Linked DNA regions of Mus musculus: regions 2, 3, 4 and 5 are each linked to region 1. Evidence: chromatin contacts called from public HiCAR-type and promoter capture Hi-C data. All regions are on one chromosome and are shown on one strand. Each heading gives the region's core, a stretch centred on a gene start, on an enhancer-like site or on the middle of the called end of the contact. The rest is flanking DNA. Distances are from core to core; before and after follow the strand shown. Region 1 holds the start of Gp1bb (glycoprotein Ib, beta polypeptide). Region 2 holds the start of Dvl3 (dishevelled segment polarity protein 3). Region 3 holds the start of Abcc5 (ATP-binding cassette, sub-family C (CFTR/MRP), member 5). Region 4 holds the start of Ap2m1 (adaptor-related protein complex 2, mu 1 subunit). Region 5 holds the start of Cyp2ab1 (cytochrome P450, family 2, subfamily ab, polypeptide 1).

The links. Promoter capture Hi-C pulls out the DNA fragments that hold promoters and counts their contacts. HiCAR-type assays count read pairs that join an accessible place to other places.
Region 2: a promoter capture Hi-C map of hippocampal neurons shows a contact between it and region 1, with 6 times the contacts expected there. The contact joins the promoter of Dvl3 here to the promoter of Gp1bb in region 1. A contact is called at or near these places in 2 of 39 promoter capture datasets (hippocampal neurons and pre-B cells) and 1 of 115 datasets of contacts at active chromatin or transcription factors (astrocytes).
Region 3: a promoter capture Hi-C map of hippocampal neurons shows a contact between it and region 1, with 3 times the contacts expected there. The contact joins the promoter of Abcc5 here to the promoter of Gp1bb in region 1. A contact is called at or near these places in 8 of 39 promoter capture datasets (cranial neural crest, embryonic stem cells, frontonasal cranial neural crest and 4 more), 1 of 115 datasets of contacts at active chromatin or transcription factors (astrocytes) and 1 of 9 other capture datasets (liver).
Region 4: a HiCAR-type map of astrocytes shows a contact between it and region 1, with 2.2 times the contacts expected there. The contact joins the promoter of Ap2m1 here to the promoter of Gp1bb in region 1. A contact is called at or near these places in 2 of 39 promoter capture datasets (hippocampal neurons and neutrophils) and 2 of 115 datasets of contacts at active chromatin or transcription factors (astrocytes and pro-B cells).
Region 5: a contact with region 1 is called in a promoter capture Hi-C map of pre-B cells, with 7 times the contacts expected there. The contact joins the promoter of Cyp2ab1 here to the promoter of Gp1bb in region 1. A contact is called at or near these places in 3 of 39 promoter capture datasets (cranial neural crest, hippocampal neurons and pre-B cells).

What each region holds. Positions count from the first base shown.
Region 1 is chr16:18,619,194-18,624,003 of GRCm38.p6, forward strand. Gp1bb (glycoprotein Ib, beta polypeptide) reads right to left here and starts at 3,210. Exons shown (of 2, transcript NM_010327.2): 1 at 2,378-3,210; 2 at 1,126-2,139. The coding sequence starts at 2,387. The coding sequence ends at 1,529. It overlaps Septin5 (septin 5), which reads right to left. Exons shown (of 12, transcript NM_213614.2): 9 at 4,128-4,224; 10 at 3,912-4,047; 11 at 3,722-3,824; 12 at 2,618-3,603. The coding sequence ends at 3,547.
Region 2 is chr16:20,514,082-20,518,510 of GRCm38.p6, forward strand. Dvl3 (dishevelled segment polarity protein 3) reads left to right here and starts at 2,905. Exons shown (of 15, transcript NM_007889.3): 1 at 2,905-3,274. The coding sequence starts at 3,114. Gm16618 (predicted gene, 16618) reads right to left here and starts at 3,699. Exons shown (of 3, transcript NR_167658.1): 1 at 3,558-3,699.
Region 3 is chr16:20,424,609-20,429,393 of GRCm38.p6, forward strand. It overlaps Abcc5 (ATP-binding cassette, sub-family C (CFTR/MRP), member 5), which reads right to left and starts at 1,786. Exons shown (of 30, transcript NM_013790.2): 1 at 1,640-1,786.
Region 4 is chr16:20,532,957-20,537,287 of GRCm38.p6, forward strand. Ap2m1 (adaptor-related protein complex 2, mu 1 subunit) reads left to right here and starts at 2,524. Exons shown (of 12, transcript NM_009679.3): 1 at 2,524-2,645. Dvl3 (dishevelled segment polarity protein 3) reads left to right here. Exons shown (of 15, transcript NM_007889.3): 15 at 1-1,057.
Region 5 is chr16:20,322,989-20,327,246 of GRCm38.p6, forward strand. Cyp2ab1 (cytochrome P450, family 2, subfamily ab, polypeptide 1) reads right to left here and starts at 2,416. Exons shown (of 9, transcript NM_183158.3): 1 at 2,343-2,416; 2 at 1-18.

The DNA.
Region 1 (4,810 bases), core at 1,960-4,459:
GTGTACCTCAACCAGGGCTTCTGGGGTGACAGGCCACCCCTGGGGAGGGTGAACAAAGAGGACCACTGTCCCTGTCCCTGATGCATTGATAAGGCCGGATGGACAAGTTCACAGTTCCCTGCAGCCCACAATGGGCCGGATGCCCTGCCCCTGCCCACAAAGGAGGGGGGTGGCTTATGCCTCAAGTCTGACTGGCAGCCTCTAGATAGCATCAGCCTACTGGAGGGTCATCTGTCTTGTCCCACAAAGGCCAAGACAAAGGCCGTGTCAGCTACAGCCTCCCGACCTGGTCAGTGGTGGTCAGAGGAGGCCTAGTGCTTTCCTGTGCCCAGACCCATGGTTCTTCATCAGGATCAGGATTGTCAGGAACAAAAGCATCCAGTATGTGTAGAGGCAATCAGGTGGGACTCACATCAAGCCTGGCACCCAGGCTGGTTCCAGTACTGGGGGATGTGCCATTCTGCTCCTTTGGGTTCCCAGGGAGGAAACTGTACCTAGTTTTCCAGCTCCAGAGTAGCTCGGAAGTGTTCTCTGTCCTGAGCTGTGAGGTAGGGGACTTGCTGGAGAACCTTGAACCAGACTAGAAATAGCATATATAATGACCTGGGCAGGTGTGGGGTAGTGTGGTGACTGTTCTGTTAGTCAGGGGGACTGTCAGGAGGGCTGAGACTGCTGGGGCTGTCAGTTGGTGAGATGGGATAGGAAGATCTGAGAACACTTGGAGGGGCCAGGGTTGTGGGAGGAGGCCTGATTCACTCCACAGCACATTTCAGAGACTCTGGTTAAACTCATACCTGCAGCCCCTTAGGTCATGTCTCTGTCACTTGGCCTTCCCTACCCTTCAGAGTTCATCGCCCATGGAGTCCCCACTGGGCCACAGGCTACAGTCACCTGGTTTTGAGTCATCCCAACTCCCATCTGTCTCTGGGCGCTCTAACAGCTGTCCACACAGCAGGGTCACCTCAACTCCTAAGTTGTCCTTGAGAGGTTCTCATGACCCTGGTTGTCCACACAAGCCAACCCTTTGAGGACCAAGCTGCCTGCCTGTGCTGTTTCAAGCTTCCTCAGTGCCAGAGGGATCTCTCTATTCACAGCATTCTCACTAAGAATGAACTCGGAGACAGCTGGGTACAGGGAGTTTTATCCATCGACTCCTGCTTGCCCTAGGCCAGTTTGGCAGCGTGTGAAGAAGTGATTATGTCCCTTTTAACAACATTCCCTCAGGCCCTTTCTAGAATTTGGCAAAGTCGGGTGGTACAGAAACCGCCAAATGAGGAGAACGGTTTATTCAGTGAGGAGTCTGGCAGGAGACTGGGCTGTTCCATCACTCTAGGCTCTGAAGACTCAAGGTTGCTTCACTCTGGTAGTACTGGAATCAGTTTGGCACCATGTTGATTCAGGCTTGCAGAGCTCGGGTCTGGGAGGTTGGGCAAGGGTAGAGGCCAAGGCGGATCCAGGTGAAGGTGAGGGTCCTCCTGCAGGGACCTGTAAAGTTTGCAGGTCCTTGTTGCTCAGTGCCTGTCCTTTCTTAGGATGCACCACCTCTGGCCGACTCGGCCACCAGCGGGGCTGTGAGAGAGAACTCTTGGATGGAGCGTGCGCGCGCACGCGCGCGCAGCCTCCGCAGGCGACCTAGTAGAAGTGCCAATAGCAGCGCGTGTAGCAGCCCGAGGACCAGCAGTGCTAGCTGGGCCACCAGTGCTCCCCAGCAGAGTAGACCGGGTGCGCACGCGGCCCGCAGCTCATCCTCCGCCACGTAGGGCAGCAAGCGGCCGCGCAGCGCTGGGGGCGCGACACAGCGCAGGTCGCGGTAGGGCGCGCGCTCCGGGCGGCCGGCCAGCCAGGCGCGCAGCGGCAATAGGCGGCAGTCGCAGCGCCAGGGGTTGGCGCCCAGGTGTGCTGCGCGCAGAGCAGGCAACGCGTCCAGAAGCCCGGGCGGCAGCGCCGTCAGGTTGTTGCCGGTCAGCACCAATTCGGTGGTGTCGGGAGGGAAGGCAGCCGGCAGCGACGCCCAGGTCAGCCCGCGGCGCCCACAGTCCACGAGCGTCCCTGCGCAGCTGCATGGCGCGGGGCAGCCAGAGGCTGGGCGGCTGAGCAGCGCTAGCAACAGAAGCAGCAGGCTCAGCGCCCCACGGGGCCCTGAAAGAGAAGCACTAGGATGAGGCGGGAGCATCCTTGGGACCGTCGGCGCTGCTCCCGCCAGCTCCTAGGACCAGCATCCCACGAGTCCGCAGGTCCCTCCACCCCGGCCACTCTGGGCGCTGGCTCGAGTTTCCATCCACCTCTGATCCAAGACTTTGCCTATTGATGCCCAAACTAGAACACCTCCTGACCGTGGCTCTTCCTAGAAAGCTGCAGACCCGACCCCAGAACTCACGGGAGCCCATGGCGAGAGGATGGTGGCCTACTTCGTTCTGGAGAGGCGTTGGCCCGAGAGCCTGCCTGAGTCTACAGCAACAGACCACAATTCTGCCGCCTGGCCAGAAATAACTCCGAGCCGGCGCGCAAGGGCGTTGCGAAGGCAGATAGGGTACTATCGCCTGGGGCCGCAGGCAGCCCGGGCTTCCGTCCCCCCGCCCGCTCCCAGGGGCTCATGGAACACTCGGACACTCGGTGCGACGTTCACCAACTTTGTTCTCCTGTCACCAGGACAGGACGCGGCATTCACAACTGAACAAAACGGAGCATGGGGTGTGTGGGGAGGAATCATGCGGGTGGAGATATGGAGGAGGCCAAGGGCTGGAATCCTTGTGCAACAGAGTTGCTGGGAAGAAAAGACCTTGACCTATGGGTGGACGAAAGTAGTCTAGGCATAGGGACACCCCGTCTCTACCGCCCTTGGAGTCCTTCAGGTAGACTCAGGAAGGGGCGCGAGCGGTCTAGAGCATCGCGGCCCCGCCTTCCTCCCAGAAGCCTCTAGATCTGGGGTCTTCCTAAAGGCCTTAGCCTCCAAACCCCGCCGCCTCCGATCCTGAACAGAGCATGATTAGGGAGTAAGGGAGGAACCGGCCTACTTCCGCGCTCAGTAGGCCATTAGCAAATGCTTCGTAGCCCACTGGAATCGGCAGAGGGGGGCCTCCCAACTCCACTCTGCAGCACTAGCTTGGGTAATAGGCCCAAGATCCTGCATCCACGTCCCTCCTCTACCCTGGTTTATTGGCCCGCTGGGGGGCAGTGATCTTCTAGGAAGGGAGATCTTGGAGGTTGTGCACATCTTGTTCCCTTATGATAGGCGGGGAGGTGCGGGGTGGGGCGGGGGCAGGAGGTTGGGGAGGGGCTGTGATTCAGAGCACTCGGAAGCAGATACAAATGACCGGGAAGGGTGGACGCCGAGAATAAATTAGGGTCATCTGGGGGCTGTGGCTCTGTGGCTCCAGGTCTGAACAGTCTGGTCAAAGCCACTTTGGATTAGGGTGAGGTCCAGGCCTTCTGAGATCCAGATGAACCCAGGGTGGAATCCAGGACAGTCTGGGATCCAGGGGTAGGAGGGGCCAGCCCGGAAACCGGCCGTCTATCCTTGTCGACGACGTGGGGCTGGGGCGGGTGTCACTGGTCTTGCATTTGCTGCTTCATCTTCTGCAACATCTCCTGCATGCGCCTTAGCTGGTGGTGGGGGCGACCCAAGTCAGAGTGAGAAAAGGCAGGAGAGCTGTAGCTCTGCCCTCTGCTTCTCCTCCCTACCCTGTTCACAATCTCGGCCCTACTCCTGATATCCACCCACCTCTTCATCCTTCATCCTGATGAGCTTCTCGGTCTCCGCATCCGGTGTGGGTAGTGGGAGGATAGGAATGGGGCTCTCCATGCGGCTGTCCTGGGTGAGTTTGCTGTGGAATGAGAGGGCTGTGCTTGTTGGGAGGTTCGGGTTAGGAGGGTGGGAGCCGCCTGGCCTGCTACTGGTGCGGGTGGCCCACCTGGTCATCTGCTGGATGCAGTGGGCACGGTAGTTCTCATAGTGCACGTCGCACGTCACATCTTTGAGGTCGTGCATGTGAGTGCGGATGAGCATGTTGCGGAGCTTCACAAAGTCGCAGTGCGCCTGATTCTCCACTGTGGGCAGGATCGACGATGAGTCGGTGTCAGTCTAGGGGAGCCACCCACCCCTCACCCAGCCTCCTGCCTCATCTCACCTTCGACGATCCCCCAGGGGTACAGTCGCCCCCGGACCCGCTGCCCCTTGGCCTCCACCACAGTGTTGCTGCCAATAACGGCGAAGGGTGCACTTTCCTGGGGAAGGGGAGCAAGGACCCAGCCCAGCCTAGTCTGTAAGAGCAGCTGGCTCAGAGGCCATTCCAGCACTGCCATCATCCCCCTCCCATGGCATGGTCCCTCTGTGGGTGTCTTTGCTACCCACAAAAGCCACAAAGCCTGTGGGGCTAAAGGCCTTGGGGTTTCTGCCACAACGCCAGGCACTTCTCTGGCACTGGATGCTTCCAGGAGCTTCCTCCACGGTTCAAGTCAAAGCCAAGACCATGCTTACTGGTAGATGGCGCTGCCATCTGCTTCTGGCCCAAAGGCCCTAGTTCCTGGCTTAGCTCTCTGTCACAACCTCTCTGGCCTCTGGGGTATTCAAAGCCACCACCCTCTGGAGCTCTCTATCTCGGATACTAGAACTTGCCACATCTCTGGGCCACTGGGCTGATTCTTGGAAAGCAGGTGAGAATGGTACCCATAAGTGCTCAAGTAAACACCCAGGGGAGGGTCACATGACCCGCCACAGACCAGACAGGGGTACCAGGGATTTCCTTATCCTGTAACCCTTGAGACTGAGCACAGACCCTCTTTTCGGTGAGCAAATGACCCCTGCTCTCAT
Region 2 (4,429 bases), core at 1,655-4,154, 1.9 Mb after region 1:
CCTGTGGAGGTCTCCTACCATATGGATCCTGGGGATCAAACTAGACTGCCAGGTCTAGCCTTGCACCAACCTCAACCTCAATCATATTCTAGACATACAGCTCAAAGAATCTGGGCCTTAGTGGTATAAATCATGCCTACATCCACAAGACCCAATAAACAAACAAACAAATCCCTTTCTAGGTGTAGCACAAACCTGTGATCCTTGGCAGGACTTCCAGTTTTAAGAGCAGCCTGAGCTACATGCAGTCTCAGCTACAGAAACACCAAAACCAAAATTGCATCTATCTTTCTTTCTTCCTTTCTTTCTTTCTTTCTTTCTTTCTTTCTTTCTTTCTTTCTTTATTTATTTATTTATTTATTTTTAAGAGCAGCCTGAGCTAAATGCAGTCTCAGCTACAGAAACACCAAAACCAAAATTGCATTTTTCTTTTTTTTTTTTTTGATTGATTGATTTATTTATTATATGTAAGTACACTGTAGCTGTCTTCAGACGTACCAGAAGAGGGCATCAGATCTCATTATGGGTGGTTGTGAGCCACCATGTGGTTGCTGGGATTTGAACTTCGGACCTTCGGAAGAGCAGTCGGGTGCTCTTACCCAGTGAGCCATCTCACCAGCCCCAAAATTGCATTTTTCATGCTTTCAAAGAGACCTGTCAAAGGATGCAGTGAGCCTCACTAAAATAGAAATAAAGTGTCCAAGAAAAAAGATCCAGCTTGGAGGAGAAGTGCCCCTGGGGATGCAGAGAAGTCCCAGATGACAGCTAGATAGAGACAGCAGGCAGTGTTCACCAGAGCAAACAAAGCTGGTTTACCTAATAGATTGGACTGGTGAACAAGATGTGTCCTGAAAAACTGCATTGTGTGCAAACAATTATTGGTTTAAAAAATAAATAAATAAAGCCAGGCAGTGGTGGCGCACACCTTTAATCCCAGCACTTGGGAAGCAGAGGCAGGCGGATTTCTGAGTTCCAGGCCAACCTGGTCTACAGAGTGAGTTCTAAGACAGCCAGGGCTACACAGAGAAACACTGTCTTGAAAAACCAAAAATAAAATACAAACAAACCAAGAGAAAAAAAAAAAAAAAGCAAAAGAAACAAGTAATATACCAAGCTTAGCAGTACTTTTACTGTCAGTGTTAAGTACTCTCGACTTAACAATCATGGCTTCAATATTTTAAGAAAGTAAAAGTGGGAAGTTAATGGGCAATGTCTAGAATGTGTAAATCAAGAAATAAGCCAGGCATCACATGCCTGTAACCCCAGCCACTCCAGGAGTGTACAGGCAGGAGAGTAGAAAATTCAGGGTCATCCTGGACTCTGTTTTTAATATTAGGGCGGGAGAAACAGCTCAACAGTTAAGAGGGCTTGCTGTTCCTACAGAGTTTAGTGTCTGGCATCTCAGCAGGTGGATCACAGCTTCCCGAAACTTTTTTTTTTAAGATATATATTGTCACTGTCTTCAGACATCACTGTCTTCAGACATACCAGAAGAGGGCATTAGATCCCATTACAGATGGTTGTTAGCCACCATGTGGTTGCTGGGAATTGAACTCAGGACCTCTGGAAGAGGTCTTAACCACTTAGTTCTCTCTCCAGCTCCTGTGACTCTAATTCCAAGAGACTGACACCCTCTCCTGGTCATCTCAGATACCTATAATCTGTGCAGGGGGTAAAAACAAACCTTGAAAAGTTTTAATGCATTTTATTTATGCACAGACATTATTTGGAGAAAAAGATTAAATGAAGGATATAAACTGAAAACATGTAACTGCTACTGAATGCTTTCTGCTTATAATAAAAAAATTGGTTATGATGTAATGAGAAAAAGTCTAGAGAGGTATATAGATGTCAGATTATTAAGGGCCTTGTGTGTCATGTTGAGGGTATATGAAAGTCATATTGGGTAATGTGAAGAGGTTTCTGGGCAGAAGAGGTGACTGAAATGCAGGCATGTAATCAGAGAGAGAACTCAGAAGCTTGAGGCAGGAGAATTGTCAGGAGTTTCAAAGCCACACCTGACATACATTGTTACAGCTGAGAAGCTGAACCACCAACTGACTATAGGTAGTTTTGACATCTACTGTCCCAATCATACAGGGTTTCTCTGTTTAGCCCTGGCTGTTCTGGAACTTGCTCTGTAGACTGGCTGGCCTCCAACTCAGAGATTTGCCTACCTATCCAGTGTTTGGACTAAAGTAATGTTCCACCACACCTGGCTGCTTGCATTCTTTCTTAACTCAAATTTTTTCTTTTCTCTTTCTTTTGTCCTTTTTTTCCTCTTCTTTTCCTTTCTTTCTTTCTTTCTTTTTCTTCTCTGTATTTCTCCCTCTCTCTAAGAGAGGAGTTCCCTCCATAGTCCTGCTGTCCTGAAGCTCTCTGTAGGCCAGGCTGGCTTAAACTCACTGAAAGACACCTGCCTCTCTCTCCTGAGTGCTGGAATTAAAGGTAAGCGCTACCACACCCACTCAGTCCATTTCTCAAACTACTTGTTCATAGAGACGCTGAGATTATAGGGATAAAAACTTGAACTTGCTCAGCCCTCAAGGAACTCAGTACGGTCCGGTGGCAGCAACTGTGCTGTCAGCAGAATCCAAAAATCCGAGTTGAAGCCACCCGGCATCCAGGGATCCAGTTAGGTCTTCAAATCCATTCTCTTCTGCAGTCGGTGACACTTCTCTTCCATCCCTCCCCTCCTGCCCGGGACCCTGCACACGGTTCCGCCAGTCCCACCGGGCTGAGACTTCCAGGTCCAGCTGCCTGAACCCGGAGCACAGGGGACCCAGCGCCGCCCTGTGGGTGGGCGGGCAGTCGGCCGCAAGCAGCCAGCGCGGCTCGGAGGCGGGGCGGGGCCGCACTGGGCTCGGCCCAGAGCCGGGAGGGCCCAGGCCACCGGAAGAGTCGCGATCGCCAGCGGAGCGCCGGGAGTGGGGAGCGGAAGCGGTGGCGGGCGGCGCTGGGACCCGGGAGCGGCCGGAGAACAAGGGAGCTGGCGGCCCGGCCGGCGGCTGAGTGGGGCTGAGCAGCGGGCCGCGCCGAGCGCCGAGCTCTGCCGGAGAGGCCCGGCCCCGCTGCCCAAGCAGGCCGCGCGCCGCGGGGCCGAGGCCGGAGCCATGGGCGAGACCAAGATCATCTACCACCTGGACGGCCAGGAGACGCCGTACCTGGTGAAGCTGCCCCTGCCCGCCGAGCGCGTCACCTTGGCGGACTTTAAGGGCGTTCTGCAGCGGCCCAGCTATAAGTTCTTCTTCAAGTCTATGGACGACGATTTTGGGTGAGGATGGCCCCCGCCCCGCCTCCCGGGAGCCCGGGTCGCTCCGCTGCTAGGGGCCAACACAGCCAGTTCCGACTCCCCTGACTGCACTGGTTTCTAGCCCCGCTTCCAGCAAGGGAGCGACTCGGTGACTTGGGACACACTTGACTTTGAGGGACTCCCAGTCACCTCTTGGAGGCCTTGCCCCCCTGGTCCAGCGAGACGTCCCTCCCTAAGCAATCGGTTCCTACCATTCAAGCCCCCTCACCTCCCCACGGTCCAGCGGCCCCCCCCAGAGACATACATCCTTTCCACTCCAGTCCAAAGCCAGAATTCTCAGTCCTTCCAGGTGCCACCATTTAAGCATAAAGTTGGAGTATATTGACACCCGGCCTGCCTTCCCGGTCTTCTGAGCTCTGCAACTCAGAGCCTTATTTGGAGTGTGCTGTATCTAGGGCTGTAGCTGGTGGGACTTTGAACTGGAGAAGGAGGCGTTGGGGGCTGTTCTACCAGGCTGGATGATGGACCTGATGTTTGTCAAGCAGATTCCCCTCTCCCCTGGGCCGATGGGGTGTTGCCTGACTCAGAGGAGTTCTCACTAGCCAGGTGCTGGGGCCTTTTCTTTCCTGATGGTAGTCCCAGCAGAGATGTTGCATAGGGCTTCAGAGCCTGGATGGGAAGACTAGGAAGGGCCTATTGATGTTCTCTCTTGTCTTCCCCTCCCTACCCTGCTGCAGGGCTTTTGATGGGCAGTTTGGAAGCTGGGACTGCCCCTTTAAGAGAGGTTGGAATGTTGGAGCCTGAGGGTTTTGTAGCAGCTGGCCTGAGAGGGGGGTGGAGGGGGAAGACACACACACACACACACACACACACACACACACACACCCCTCTCCAAGGGGCTGAGGCTTGCCTACATTAACTGGACGGTCGGCCTAGAGGCTATGGAGAACACACACACACACAAACACCCTACCCCTCCCTGGGCCCTTCAAGGCCTGAAGGTCCCTCTGATGCACTTGCCTGAGGCCTGCACTGTGCTTGCAGCTGAGGCCCCAGAGCTGGGTGAGGGGAGATATCCCACCACCACCCCCAACCCCCCGCCCCCTGTGTACATTAGTCTGGCTTCTCTCCCAAGGCCTGCCCTCCCAGCCCCAGGAGGCAAGCACCTTCTGTCTC
Region 3 (4,785 bases), core at 536-3,035, 1.8 Mb after region 1:
TCCTAATGGTGAGATAAGATAGGACTTCAGTGGCCTATTCTAACTTCCCTAACCTTCCAGACAAAGCGAGTTTCTATAAGAATGGGGTATGGGGAATCGTTGTCCCCATGATCTTCACCAATGTCATAGCTTCACTTTCAATAAATAAATAAATAAAGGTGCAGCACCTTAAAGTATGCAAACACCTGAGTAGCCATAAAGTTACTGTTTCTTCACACTGAACACAAGGAGACCACCATCTTCTGTGTGTCTGGGATATGACAAGAAGAACACACAGAAGCCGGTAGAGTAGGGCTAAGGTGAATATGGATATGAAGCAATCAACTAAGAAAGGATTACTACACCAGGACCCTCTCCAGCCCAAAGAGCAATTCATACTTCCCATTTTCTAGACAACTCCCTTGCAGCTAATGTAAAGTCTTTTTATAAAACTAATGCTAACTTAGGCTCAGTGATAAAAGCATGTAGGCCAGAGGTTCTTTCCAGTCCCCAGCCCTGCCAAATCCAAAGGAAAGGGTGTGTGTATCAGGACTAGGAAAACCTGGCATATTTTGGTTTAAGCCAGCACTATAAAGGGAGAAAGAAGAATAAACAAAGTGGGGACTCTCACATTAGTACCCCGACTCAAAACTGACAGGGTTGGGGGCCACCTGGTTTTGCTCTAAAATTCTCTTTCCAGTGAAGAGGGGTGGATGTGACGATTCTGCAGGGGGGAGGGGCATTGTGTAGGCCTGGAGAACTGTAACTAACCAGGTTGGTGTTTCCAAGTTCTGTTATCGCAACATCTCTCAGGTTTTAGGCGCCTCAGGAAGCTCCTTCAGGCCCTGCAGCTACTGGAAGCTACTGGAAGCTACAAGGAAGCTGAACCACTTATCACGCCCCCCCCACCTCTCCCCCAGGGCCCACCTGTGCCTCCAAGCTCCCTCACCTGTCACTTACTCCAGAGACCCCAGTAAAACCCATCCATTTCTCCCTTCGGAACTCAAGACTTCCCCGGTCATTCCTGTGCCCACCTGCATCGAGACTCCCACATCTGTACGAAAACACCAAATCCAGGTGTTATAAACACAAAGCCACTAGCTCCTTTGCGTGTCAGCACCGAAAAGGACACTGGTGACAGAAGATCTAGGCTCCCATCTCTACCTCGGCTTCGCTGTGTGTGCTGATGCCACGTACCTCCACATACCAGTAGCAAAACAAACAAACAAAAAACAAAACAAAACATAGATAATGACTTACGTAGTAAGTGGCTGACAGCCTCCAGTCCCGGAGGGAGGTTGGGGCTTCTCTCTGGACAGCTCCGCCACCCGGCCCTAGGGCGTTCCCATGCCAGCCCCGGGCCTGCGAGCACAGGCTCCACGACCCACCCACAGCGAACGCAGCTCCCCCTGGTGGCCGCGCGGAGAGTGGAGCCGGCCGTGACCACCCATCAAACCTCCCCTCCTGCCTTCTAACATCTAGACCTCCGCACAGCCCGCGAGGTCGCCAACAAGCCGGGGACCGCGCGAGATCGGAACGAGACAGGCCCCGTTTCTCCCGTCCGAGGCTTCCCACCGCCCACCCCGCCTTGGAGAGCCCAAAGAAGTGAGCCCGTGACAGCCTCCGACACTGCATGAAAAAGGCGTGAACCGTCACCTACCTGCACCCCAGCCTCCCCACACGAGAGCAAACAGCCCGGGCACGCTCGCGAACATCGGACCCTGAGCAAAACAAGCCTTTATAGCGGCATAGTCCCCCACAACGCGCAAGCGCGATGCACAAAGCTTGCGCAAGACCGAAGGGAATCGTAGTCCCTCATCCGGCAGCCCCCAGCGCCGCACACCGCAAAAGACTACGTTTCCCAGAAGCACCGCTGGTGCCCGGGATGGGGTGCAGGCTGCTCACAGTACCCGCGCGCATCTCGTGCTGCCCCATCCTTCCCCGGTTTCTGATGCCCAGTCTGGAACCTTCTCTGCCTTAGTCACGGGGGCTGGGCAGGCGGGTCGGGGTAGCCGGTGGCGCTGTATTCTCTGACAGCCAGAGGTTCAAAGTCAGGAACTTCCAAATCTATGCGGCGGTTCCACGTGCCAGAAAACATCGTGAAGGTCATCATAGCCTGCTTCTGTCCAGCCCCAACTCTTAGCTGTGGTGTCACTTAATGGGTGCATGAGTCCTCCACGTTCTGCATGAATGGTACCTTTGGATCTTTTCTCTTACCCATCTATCTCAGCTTCTTGACTTCTAAGTAGTGAAATGCCAGAATCGCAATTTCCAAAGTGACAAGGGATGTCAAAATGATATACTAACTAATCAATCTATTTTTATAAATAAATGTAAAGCTCCCGAGGCATTAGTCGTTTTATTTTTTCTATTTTATCTATTTTAGTATCATAATATAAAGACTACTCTATTGCATGCCTCCCAACCTTTAAACTACCCGGGGCTTGTTTATGGTTACCCATTTAAGGGATTTAAAAAGAAAGTAAACTGGATTGTCCATCATACAACTACCTAGTTAGCTACTGTGAACACTAATGTCATAAAGCTGGACTTATTGACAGGATGTATATTTGACACACAGAAAGCTCAGGAAGATAGGCAGTGTTCAGAGCTGGGCTTTCAGGAAGTTGGATCATGAAGACTCTGAGTTAATGAACGGTTTAATATTGACTGATTGTTCCATGTCACTATTAGAAGCTAGTAGAATATGAGGACTTGGAGGCTTGTTAAAGGAAGTTGGTCCCTGGAAGTATACCTTTGAGAGATGTGTGTTACCCCTTCCTGTCATGATGTTCAGCCTTGTGCCGAGCACACACTAACAAAACCAGTTCACCATGGATAAAAACCTGAGCCAAAATAAGTATTTTCTCCTTTAAGTTCATGTTTTCTCCGGTATTTGTCATATTGTCATAATAACAAAAAGCTGATTATGTTTCACTATTTTAAAATTAAGATATATATTGTTGGGGTCAAGGAGTCGCCAGACAAACCACCAAACACTGATCTCAGGCAGACAGGGATAGTTTATGGAGCGTATGTCCTGGGACTGACTGATCAGGGTCAAAGACCAGACTCAGGAGCTGACTGCAACCTCGAGCCAGAATCTACAGAGCTTTTTAAGTCTGAAATCCACAAACATCTGTGTCAAGTTCTTCCACCAATCAGGATTTAGGGATAAGGACTTCCTCTGGAGCAGGTCTTTGTTGTACACGTATCCTGTTCCCATTGGTTGGGGGATCAACTTGCATTGCCTAACATCCATGCCTTAACTTGCCAACCAGGATATCAGTTACCCATGTCCATATCTTTTTCTGCCATGTAGGATGTCAAACCCCAAAGAGTTCTTAGGAATTTAAAACTATTAAACCCCTACTCAAAATGGAAGTCTTATTCCAAATAACTTCTTACATTGGTGCAGGAGAAGCTTATAAAAGCAAAAACCATAAAGGCTCATTCACCAGTGCGGGACGTGCTTGCTGTAGCTAACTATACAAAGCAGTTCTTACTGACCTTTGTTGTGATTGGTTTCCAAGAGCATCAAAGCACATAACATAATAGAGTATGAGCCGGGCGTGGTGGCGCACGCTTTAATCCCAGCACTTGGGAGGCAGAGACAGGCAGATTTCTGAGTTCTAGGCCAGCCTGGTCTACAGAGTGAGCTCCAGGACAGCCAGGGCTATACAGAGAAACCCTGTCTCGAAAGAAAAAAAAAAAAAAACATAACAGAGTATGCAATCAACTCGTGCATGAGAAAGTTTCCTTGTAACAGTAATAACAACATAAAGTGGCTGGACCGGCAGCAGCTACTCGGGCCTTGACATATGTGAGATGTCATTAATTGAAAAGATGAGCCACAAGTTATAACTGGTTTTTCTTTCTTTAATTGAGGTAGAATCTCTGGGATTTCAGAAGCTGAACTTGCCAAGTAGGCAAAGGTGACCAGCACCTTTGGTCCTCCTGTCTACCTCCATAGTGCTGGAATTACGGGTGATAAACAGTGCTGGTGACTAAGCCCAGCATGAGAGGCAAGCTCTCTGGCAACTGAATTACATCTCTGTAAGTGTTGGTCTGTTTGTTTGCTTGTTTGTTCGTATTTATTTATTCAGTTTTCATCCCCATCACTGTCTCCTTCCCAGTCACCTCCTCCCACAAACCTTCCCCATCCCTCCTCCCCTTCTGCTCTGAGCAGGTGGGGGTCCCCTATGGTGTCTCCCAATCCTGGTACATCAAGTCTCTGAAAGAATAGGTGTTTACTCTCCCACTGAGGCCAAACAAGGCAGCCCAGCTACAAGAACATATCCCACATATAGGCAACAGCTTTTGGGATAGCCCCCGCTCAGTTCTTCAGGGCCCACACAAAGACCAAGCTGCACATCTGCTACATATGTGCAGAGAGGCCTAGGTCCAGCCTATACATGTTCTTTGGGTGGTGGTTCGGTCTCTGAGAACCCCAAGGGTCCGGGTTAGTTAATTCTGGTGGTTTTTCCTATGGAGTTCCTATCCCATTAGGGGCTGCAGTCCTTTCTCCTATTCTACCCTAAGAGTCCCTAAGCTCCATCCACTGTTTGGCTGTGGGTGTCTATATCTGTCTGAGTCAGCTGCTGGGTGGAGACTCTCATAGGACAGCCATACTGGACTCCTGTCTGCAAGCATAACAGAGTATCATTAATAATGTCAGGGATTGGTGCTTGTCCATGGGATGGGTCTCAAGTTGGGCTGGTCAATGGTGGGCTGTTCCCTCAGTCTCTTCTCCATCTCTAATCCCTGTTTTTCTTGTAGGGTAAGTGTTGCTGGAAATATTAAAAA
Region 4 (4,331 bases), core at 1,274-3,773, 1.9 Mb after region 1:
CACCCCACCCCCATATCCTTATAACTGTTCTGTTTTCATCTTCTCCATGAGACCTGGGAACACAGGCCAGTTGGAGCTTAAGCAGACAACTGGGACTTCCAAACAGCTCCAGTTATTTTGAAAATTGTTTTCTACCTTAAATCACAAATTTCTCTTTAAAACTCTGCTATATAAACTCTGACTTATCCAGACTCTTAACTCTTCAGGGCAAGGGTGTCAGCTGGGAACATAGCTCTGTAGTGTCTGCCTAGCATGCCCCAGCAAATGTCTCCCCCCATCAGGATGTCCTTAGTCCAGGTTTGGGGGCAACTTGAAGTAGGGCTGTTTTGCCATTCATTCATCCGTTTAACACCTTTTCTGGGATTTTAATGAACAAAGGGCTATGTTAGAAGCATGATTTGATCTTAGCTGTCTTCGGTTCTCTCTAACTCTGCCTTTTCCTGTGATCTTGAGAATCCCTCGTCAGTGCTCACTTGTGCGCTGGACGCCAGTACCCTTGTCATCCTGTCTTTGGCTCACATCTCCTCCTTTCCCACTCCCATGATAGTGTCAGCCATTCTCTTCTTAAGCTGTTGATATGCTGGCCACTTCTAAATCTGGATCTCCAACCCCAGCTTCCCCTCTCTTTAGACCTGTTTTTATTACCCACTGGACATCTCCACAGGCATGTCCATAATAGTCAAGCATTATTCCTCTTGAATTCCTGTCCTGGTGACCTTCGTTACAAGCTACACCTACATGGTATTAGTCAGCATCACACACCCTTCTACTCTTGACACTCTGAAGTTCAGCTGTTCCTCTCCCTTTCTTAATTTACAGAGCATGGGATTTGGAGTCAAGTTGGTTTGGGCTTGAATTCCAGCTCTCATTTTTGGTTGTGTAAAAGAGTTATTTAACCTCTCTGGAGCCTCAGTCCTCCCATATGTAAAATGATGATAATAATACCTACCTCACAGGGTTGTTGTGAGGAATTAGATATTGTACGAAAAGTGCCTAGCACAGTGCCTGGCACACAATAGAGTAGGTGCTCAATAAATGGTAGCTATTATTATTATTATTATTATTATTATTATTATTATTATTATTAATTTACTCTAAACCAGCAAACTTTTAGGGTATATTGGGAAGAGAAAACCTTTGCAAAGATAGATATGAAGCCTTGAATGATAGTTCAGGAGTTAGAAGTTTTTGGGTTTTCGCTACTTAGAAGGAGATTGCTAGGAATAGTAGGGTTAGCAACCAGATTTAAGCACCCACCCACTTCCTTTCTGCCATAGAAGTCTCTGGCCTGTTTAGGCAGCAGGATGTCTCTGTCTCCTGAGAGAAAAACCAAATTTTCCTGATTTGGCAATAATCAGACAGCTGTTTGTGTCCAGGTTGGCTCTTCCTCATTCTCTCAGTTTGGATATCATAGGAAATCTTTTCTCTCCTTTTTTGTTTTTATGAGACAGGGTTTCTCTTTGTAGCCCTGGCTGTCCTGGAACTTGATCTGTAGACCAGGCTGACCTTGAACTCAGAGTGCTGCCTGCCTCTACCCCCCCCCCCCCCCCCGCCCCAGTGCTGAGATTAAAAGCATGTGCCACCACTGCACAGTTGAGAAATGGGATTTTTTTTTTTTTCGAGACAGGGTTTTTCTGTAGCCCTGGCTGTCCTGGAACTCACTTTGTAGACCAGGCTGGCCTCGAAGTCAGAAATTCTCCTGCCTCTGCCTCCCAAGTGCTGGGATTAAAGGAGAAATGGGATTTTAAAATCCCATGCCCAACTAAACTGGAGTAGAGGGCAAAAGGGGTCTCTTATGTAGCCTGGGCTGTCTTGAAACTCTCTATTTAGACCAGGATGGCCTCAAACTCACAGAGATGCTCTTGCCTCTGCCTCCAGAACTCTGGAATTAACGGCATACGTCACCATCACACCACAGTCACAGATTTAGCTGAGGAAAACATTAACGTTTAGCTGTCTTCCTTCCCAGCTTTTCTGTTTGGATAATTATCCCTGAGAAAGGGATCAGTCCAATCCTAGAATATATATAAAATACATACAAATAAATTTTATATATATATATAAAAACACACACACACACGTTTGGGAGAATCAAACGTGGTGTTTAAAAAAAAAAAAAAACAGTAAATTCAGCAGTAACAAGCTTATGCCAAGTTGTGTTTGTAAAGTAGCCAGTCTTCGAAATCTGGAGACAATAAAAGACTATAGTAATTCAAAATTTACAATTGGTTTCGACAAATAGCTTTGGTCTCTTAAAGCTACCCCACTTAACTAGGAACAGGAAGGGTCGCAGAGACTACACTTCCCGTGATTCTCAGTGAAGCAAACAATGGTTGGAGTGTATCACGACACGTGTTGCTTGCAAGGCGCACTAAAGCTGACGTCTTCTCTGTCTTGAAGGCTGTCGGTAGTTGTAGTTTTGTTGAGCCTAGGGCGCTCAGATGTGTCAGCTTGAAAGCTGCGGGGACTGACGGGACTTGTAGTCGCCGCTGGAGGCGAGCGCGCAGGCGCAGCTGCGATCGGGGCGGGGTGGGGCGGGAGCACTGCAGTGAAAGCCGAGGCAGCAGACAGGCGAGCTGGGGGCGGGCGGACATCTTGGGATCCGAGAGTGGCCAGGCCGGCCTTGTGGGGGCTGCTGACTCCAGGTGAGCTGGGAGGCTTGACTTAGAGGTCCTTATCAGGCGACGAGGGTGCTGTGGTAGCCTGCCTTGCCCTGCACGGTGCTGGGTGGAAAACTGCCCGCACCGGGGAGTGGCCTCAGCCTTCAGACCCGGGAGGGAGTAGACAACCGGGCGGGGGTGCCTTGGGCGCGATTGCAGCAAGGGCGGGGAGCAACGCCTTCCAGTGACCCGCCAGGCGTCTCCGGGAAGAGACTAGGGCTGGAATCCTAGAGCGGGAGACGCCGCGCGGCGCCCCATCCCTAGAATCCTGACAACCGCTCAACCCCGGGGTTTCCTATTTCCCCATCCCCCAGGACATTGACATCCCCTGGTGCCACTCCCTTGGACAGTGACAGGTCTCTCTCGAACACTGAGAGATTCCATCCTCCTGGTTTACCCCCACGGCTCTTGTACCTCAGACCTGTGACAGCCCCCGCATCCCGTGGTGACATCTCCCGGGCCTAGATGTCTTCTCCTCCCTCAGCTGAGAAAAACTCCACCAGCCCCCTATGCTTCACTAACAGAAGAGTAGGCCCTGTCTCTCAGCTTTCTCTTTTTCTTGTCTATCTCTTTTCGCTGTTTTTCGCTCCTCCCAAGCTCCTATGACCTTTGCCATAGGAGACCTTTAGGGACTCCCACAGCTGTATTTGGTGCTTTGGGGTCATCCTGGTCTTTTGCTAGCAATTCCAGCTAACCCTTTCCTTAACTAAATATTGCATTTTCGTCCAGGACACACACACACCGCCCCCCCCCCCGAGGTCACACACACCATCCCCCACCCGAGGTTGATACCTGTGGACTTGGTCCTTTGCTCAGCGCTCAACCTCCATTTTGCATTTTCTTTCTCACCTTCTTTGGACTTGTCACTGGGCTTCAAGGGTTAACTTTTCAGTTTCAAAAAGTCTGTTAAACTAACCTCAGTGAAATTAATATCTGGACTAATCCAGAAATCTAGAACCAGATTAACCCCGTTACTCAAATATTCTACCTTAATTTTGACCAAAATAATTTGGGCAGTCGAGGCATTCTGTTATCCCTGCCCATTGCTTGGTAAACACCAGGCCAGAAGTGACTGACTTGGCAGATTTGGAGACACAATTTAGATGGCAGGATTAATGCTACTACATACAGACCTAATTTTTGTCACACTTAGAAATTTTGAAAAGACAGTAACCAGAAATAACTGTAAAAGGGGCTCAGCATTGAAGAGTTCTTACTGCTTTTCCAGAAAACCTGAGTTCAGGTCCCGGCACATGTCATTTGGCTCAGTACCACCCTAACTCAGGCTTGAGGGGTGGAGGGCAGTGTTCAGTCTAACACCTAGCTTCCACACATACAGCACACTGGCATGTACCTGTGTGTCGGTAAAAATGAAATCTTTTAAAGAACTTATTAAGCGGGCCTCTGTTCCTTTGTCTGCTTATCTCTCTGCCTGGGAAAGATGTGCCTGCTTCAGCCACCTTCCTGGCTCTGTGTTAGAGCCTAAGGGCCTCTTCCCTCCCAGCCCCACCTCACCCTGCACACCCTTTCCTGGAATGTGTAGACTTCTAGAGGGTCATGCTCCGTTGCCTTCTTGGAAGGGTAATGCTTGCTCTAAAGGTTATGCCTGGTGGCAGGCCCAGGCTCAAGCCAACTAGAGTAATCCCTCCCGCCACGCCATTCCTGCATCTG
Region 5 (4,258 bases), core at 1,166-3,665, 1.7 Mb after region 1:
TTTACCTAGAATCAGACTCTGAAAATGGACTGGATCACCACGTGCTAGACACAACATCAGCAGAGCCTACTACAGGCGCAGGGGCAAAGCACTGATGACATCCTGTAACAACATGGTTCTGGTGGCATGTTCTCAGGGCAGGATGTGATCTTGTAGGAATAGGGGATGGTGTACATCGTCCCACGGTGTCATTTCTTTTAGCAAAACATTGCTTTGCCTAGCTAAGTATGAATGGTATACCAGAAGGCATGACTGACTGCCCCAGCCCTGTATTCTCCACTTGTTTATGGAGGAATGGGCACAGAGATATTTCTATCTCAGTGCCAAACAGTACCTGGCACTTACTGGATGTTCAATAAATGTTTTTGGGAGTGGGGAGGAGAACATACTAAAGCCCAAGTGCCAGGAAGCTGTGAGAGAAGAGGGCAGTGGAATGGGGAGTTAGGCAGCTGAGGGTCCCGAGGACTGGAGGAAGCACTGTGAGATGGTGTCAGGGTAGGCACAAAGCACACTGCTTCTCAGCACCATCAGAATTGCTCCAGGGCATGCCTGCTTGATCCTGTCAAGGCCACTAAGATGGGCCAGAACCCATCCCCAAACCTTGAAACCAACTGTTCTAAACAAAATTAGTATATTCACCCTAAGTAATATGTGTCCATAGGTCTATCTGGATGATACTGGGCCAGTCTCTATGAGTTCAACGTCAGCCTGGTCTACCTAGCAGACTCCTGGCCAGCCAAGACTACACAGAGGAGCCCTGCCTCAAAAACAGGAAAACAAACAAGCAAAGGAGGAGGAGGAGGAGGAGGAGGAGGAGGAGGAGGAGGAGGAGGAGGAAGAGGAGGAGGAGGAGGAGGAGGAGGAGGAAGAGGAGGAGGAGGAGGAAGAGGAGGAGGAGGAGGAGGAGGAGGAGGAGGAAAAACCACTTCATTAACCAACAAAATCCAACTGGGCATACTGACTGGTCAGTAGCTACTTTCTTATTTTCTCACTTTTTTTTTCCAGTTTATCTGACGGTTCAGGACACTGAGACTGTAACAGTAATGGAAAAGGAAAGGAGGGGCCTTCCTTTTCAGGGCGGGGTGAGGGAAGGAGTGCAAGTGACTGAATCTGGAGAGGGGTGCTGTGGGTTAGCTCAGTGATGCAACTGGCACGCACGAGTTAGTAACACATACACACACCACCCACACCCTTCCTTCTGAAACAAGGGACAGGAGAGTTGGAGGTGAGCTAGGGCGGCTAGCCATGAAGATGAGGGCAGTGGCACTATAAACCAAAGACTGCTGTTGAGGTGCCTGGTATGTGAGACATGCCTAGTGGGGTCCCTTGGCAGCTAGTGAGGAACAGTGCTAAGAGAAGCCAGTCACATCTAAGGGCCCTTGTCCAGTTCCCGGAGAGAAAAGGGAGAGAAAAAGGACATATTTAGTAGCCAGGAGAGTACTTTCTTTTGTGGCATGAAGCAAAAGAAGCAATGTAGGAGGGGAACTGAGAGATGAGAGAACAAATCAGAAGAAAGTTGGTGTAAACTGTAGCAGCAAGGGCAGCAGGGAGATTGGTGTAGATGTCCCCTCTGCTGTTGCGTCCCTCTCTGGAAAATGAACACAGTGCATAGAGGCAGTGGTTTTGGTTTGACAGTGCTGCCCAGCAGCTCTTCTGTAACAGCAGAGAAGAGCTACACCTGCACCGCGTAACACGAAGCGGGGGCGAGGAGACAGAGAGAGACAGAGAGAAAGAGACAGAGAGGTGACAGTTTTGATTTCCCTCCCTTGAGACAGGCTCTATGTAGCTCACTCTGGCATGGAGCTTGCGATGCTCTTGCCTCAGACTCCCAAGTGCTGGTTCTAGAGGGAGGCACCCCTGCAACTTACTGAAACATTGAATTTTTAAATTTTAAGCCATAGAGGCAAGTCCTCAAATTTTCAAAACTGTAATATATATATAATTTTTATACTTTTAATTTTTATTAAAAAACATGTTTTTTCATACAGTGTATTCTGATCATGGAGTCCCCCTTCTTCAGCTCCTCCCAGATCCTCCCCATCTCCACAGCCACCCAACTCCACATCCTTTCTTCCTCAACAAATAAAAAACAACAGCAAACCTAGAACAGGACAAAATAGGCAAATGGGGGAAAATAGCCAAAGAAAAATAACAAGAAACACATACAGACACACACACACACACACAAATCCCATAAAAACACAAAATCAGAAAACATAATATAAGATCTCTAAGGTTAAAAAGTAAGAAAGGAAGAGAAAGAGGGAGGAAGAGGGAGGGAGGGAGAGGGAGGGAGGGAAGAAGAAAGGAAGGTAGGTAGCTCCAGACAAAGCATTTCGTACCTTTGTTCTCTAGTACTATCCAGACAAAAACTCTCCAAAAATACCACTGACTTTGTTTTGTTTTGGTCATCTACTGCTGGGCATGGTGCCTGCCTTTAGGTGTGGTTTGTATAACCCTTGATATACTGTTCGAGAAAATTCATTATTCCTTTGTAAACAAGTGACAATTGGCCTCTGGGTTTATGCTCACTTCCCTTTTCAGGACTGGAACTCTGCCTGGGTTTCAGGACACGCCCTGTGCATGCTGCTAGGCTCTGTAAGTCCATCTGTCCTATTATATCTAGAAGACATCGTTTCTTTGGTGTCCTTTATCCTTATTGGCTCTTACAATCGTTCTGCCACCTCTTCCATAGAGTTCTCTGAGCACTGAGGTGAAAATTGTCCTTTCAATTTCTGTAAAGGATTGTGTTGGACTTTTGATGGGAATTGCACTGAATTGCTGTTGGTAGGATGCCATTTTTTTTCTGATCTGATCCATGAGCATGGGAGATCTTTCCATTTTCTGGTATCTTCTTCAATGTCTTAAAAATTTTATAATGCAAGTCATTTGCTTGTGTTGGGGTGACCTTCCCTAATGTTGTTCTTGTTTGACTAGAGTTACCCCAACACACACACACACACACACACACACACACACACACACACACACACACACACACAATGAGGTTATTGTGGAAGGTGGTATTTCCCTGATTTGTCATTTGTATATAGGAAAACTACTGATTTTTGGTGTTAATTTTGTATCCTGCTACTTTGCTGAAAGTGGTTATGAGCAGTCAAAGTTTATTGGTATAGATTTTAGTGTCATTTATGTATAAACATAAAAGATACATTGGCTTCTTCCCTTCCTGTCTGTATCCCTTTGATCTCCTTCAGTTGTCTTACTGCTCTAGCTAAGACTTCAAGCATTATATTGACCGGGGATGGAGAGAGTGGCCATCCTTGTGTTGTTCCTGGTTTTAGTGTAATTGCTTTGAGTTTCTCTTTGCTGGGGTTAATATTGCCTGTGGGCTTGCTGTAAAGTGCCTTTATCATGTTGAGGTGTATCCCTTGTAGCCCCAGTCTCTCCAGGCCTTCTCTTCATCTAATGAGATGCACCTGTGGTTCATGTCTTTCAGTCTGTTTATGTGGTGGATTACATTTTACAGTTTATGTAGAACCATTCTCTAGAATGAAGCCTATTTGATCATGGTGGATTTTTTTTTTGCATGTGTTCTTATATTCAGTTTGCAAGTATTTTATTGAGAAGATTTGCATCTATGTTCACAAAGGAATTTGGCCTGTATTTTTTTTTTTCTTTGTTGGGTCTTTGTGCAGTATCAGGATAACTGTGGTCTCATAAAATGAATTAGCCAAAGCTCCTGCTTCTATTTTGTAGAATACTTTGAAGACTGTTGCCCTTAATTATTCTTTGAATGTCTGGTAGAATTCTGTGCTAAGTCTATCTGCACCTGGGTGGTTTTTGGTGGAGGGACTTTTAAGTACTGCTTCTGTTTCACTAGGAGTTATCAGTCTGTTCAAATTGCTTATGTAATAGTGATTTAATATTGGTATAACATTGGTAGGTGGTATACATCAAAAATTTTATCCATTTCTTTCAGGTTTTCCAATTTGATGGAATACATATTTTTAAAGTATGCCTTTATGGTTATATGGATTCCTTCATTGTCTGTTATGTCCCTGTTTTTATTTCTAATTGTATTAATTTGGATCTTCTCTCTCCATCGTTTAGTAAATTTGGGTAAAGGTGTATCAATCTTACTTTCTCAAGGGACCAATTCTTCCTTTCATTGATTCTTTGTATTATTTTTGTTTTTTCTTCAGCCAAGCTTGATTACTTCCTTTGGGTGTGATTTGTGTTCTAAAGCCTTCAGGTGTCCTATTGAGTTGCTGATATAATCTCTCTCTCTCTCTCT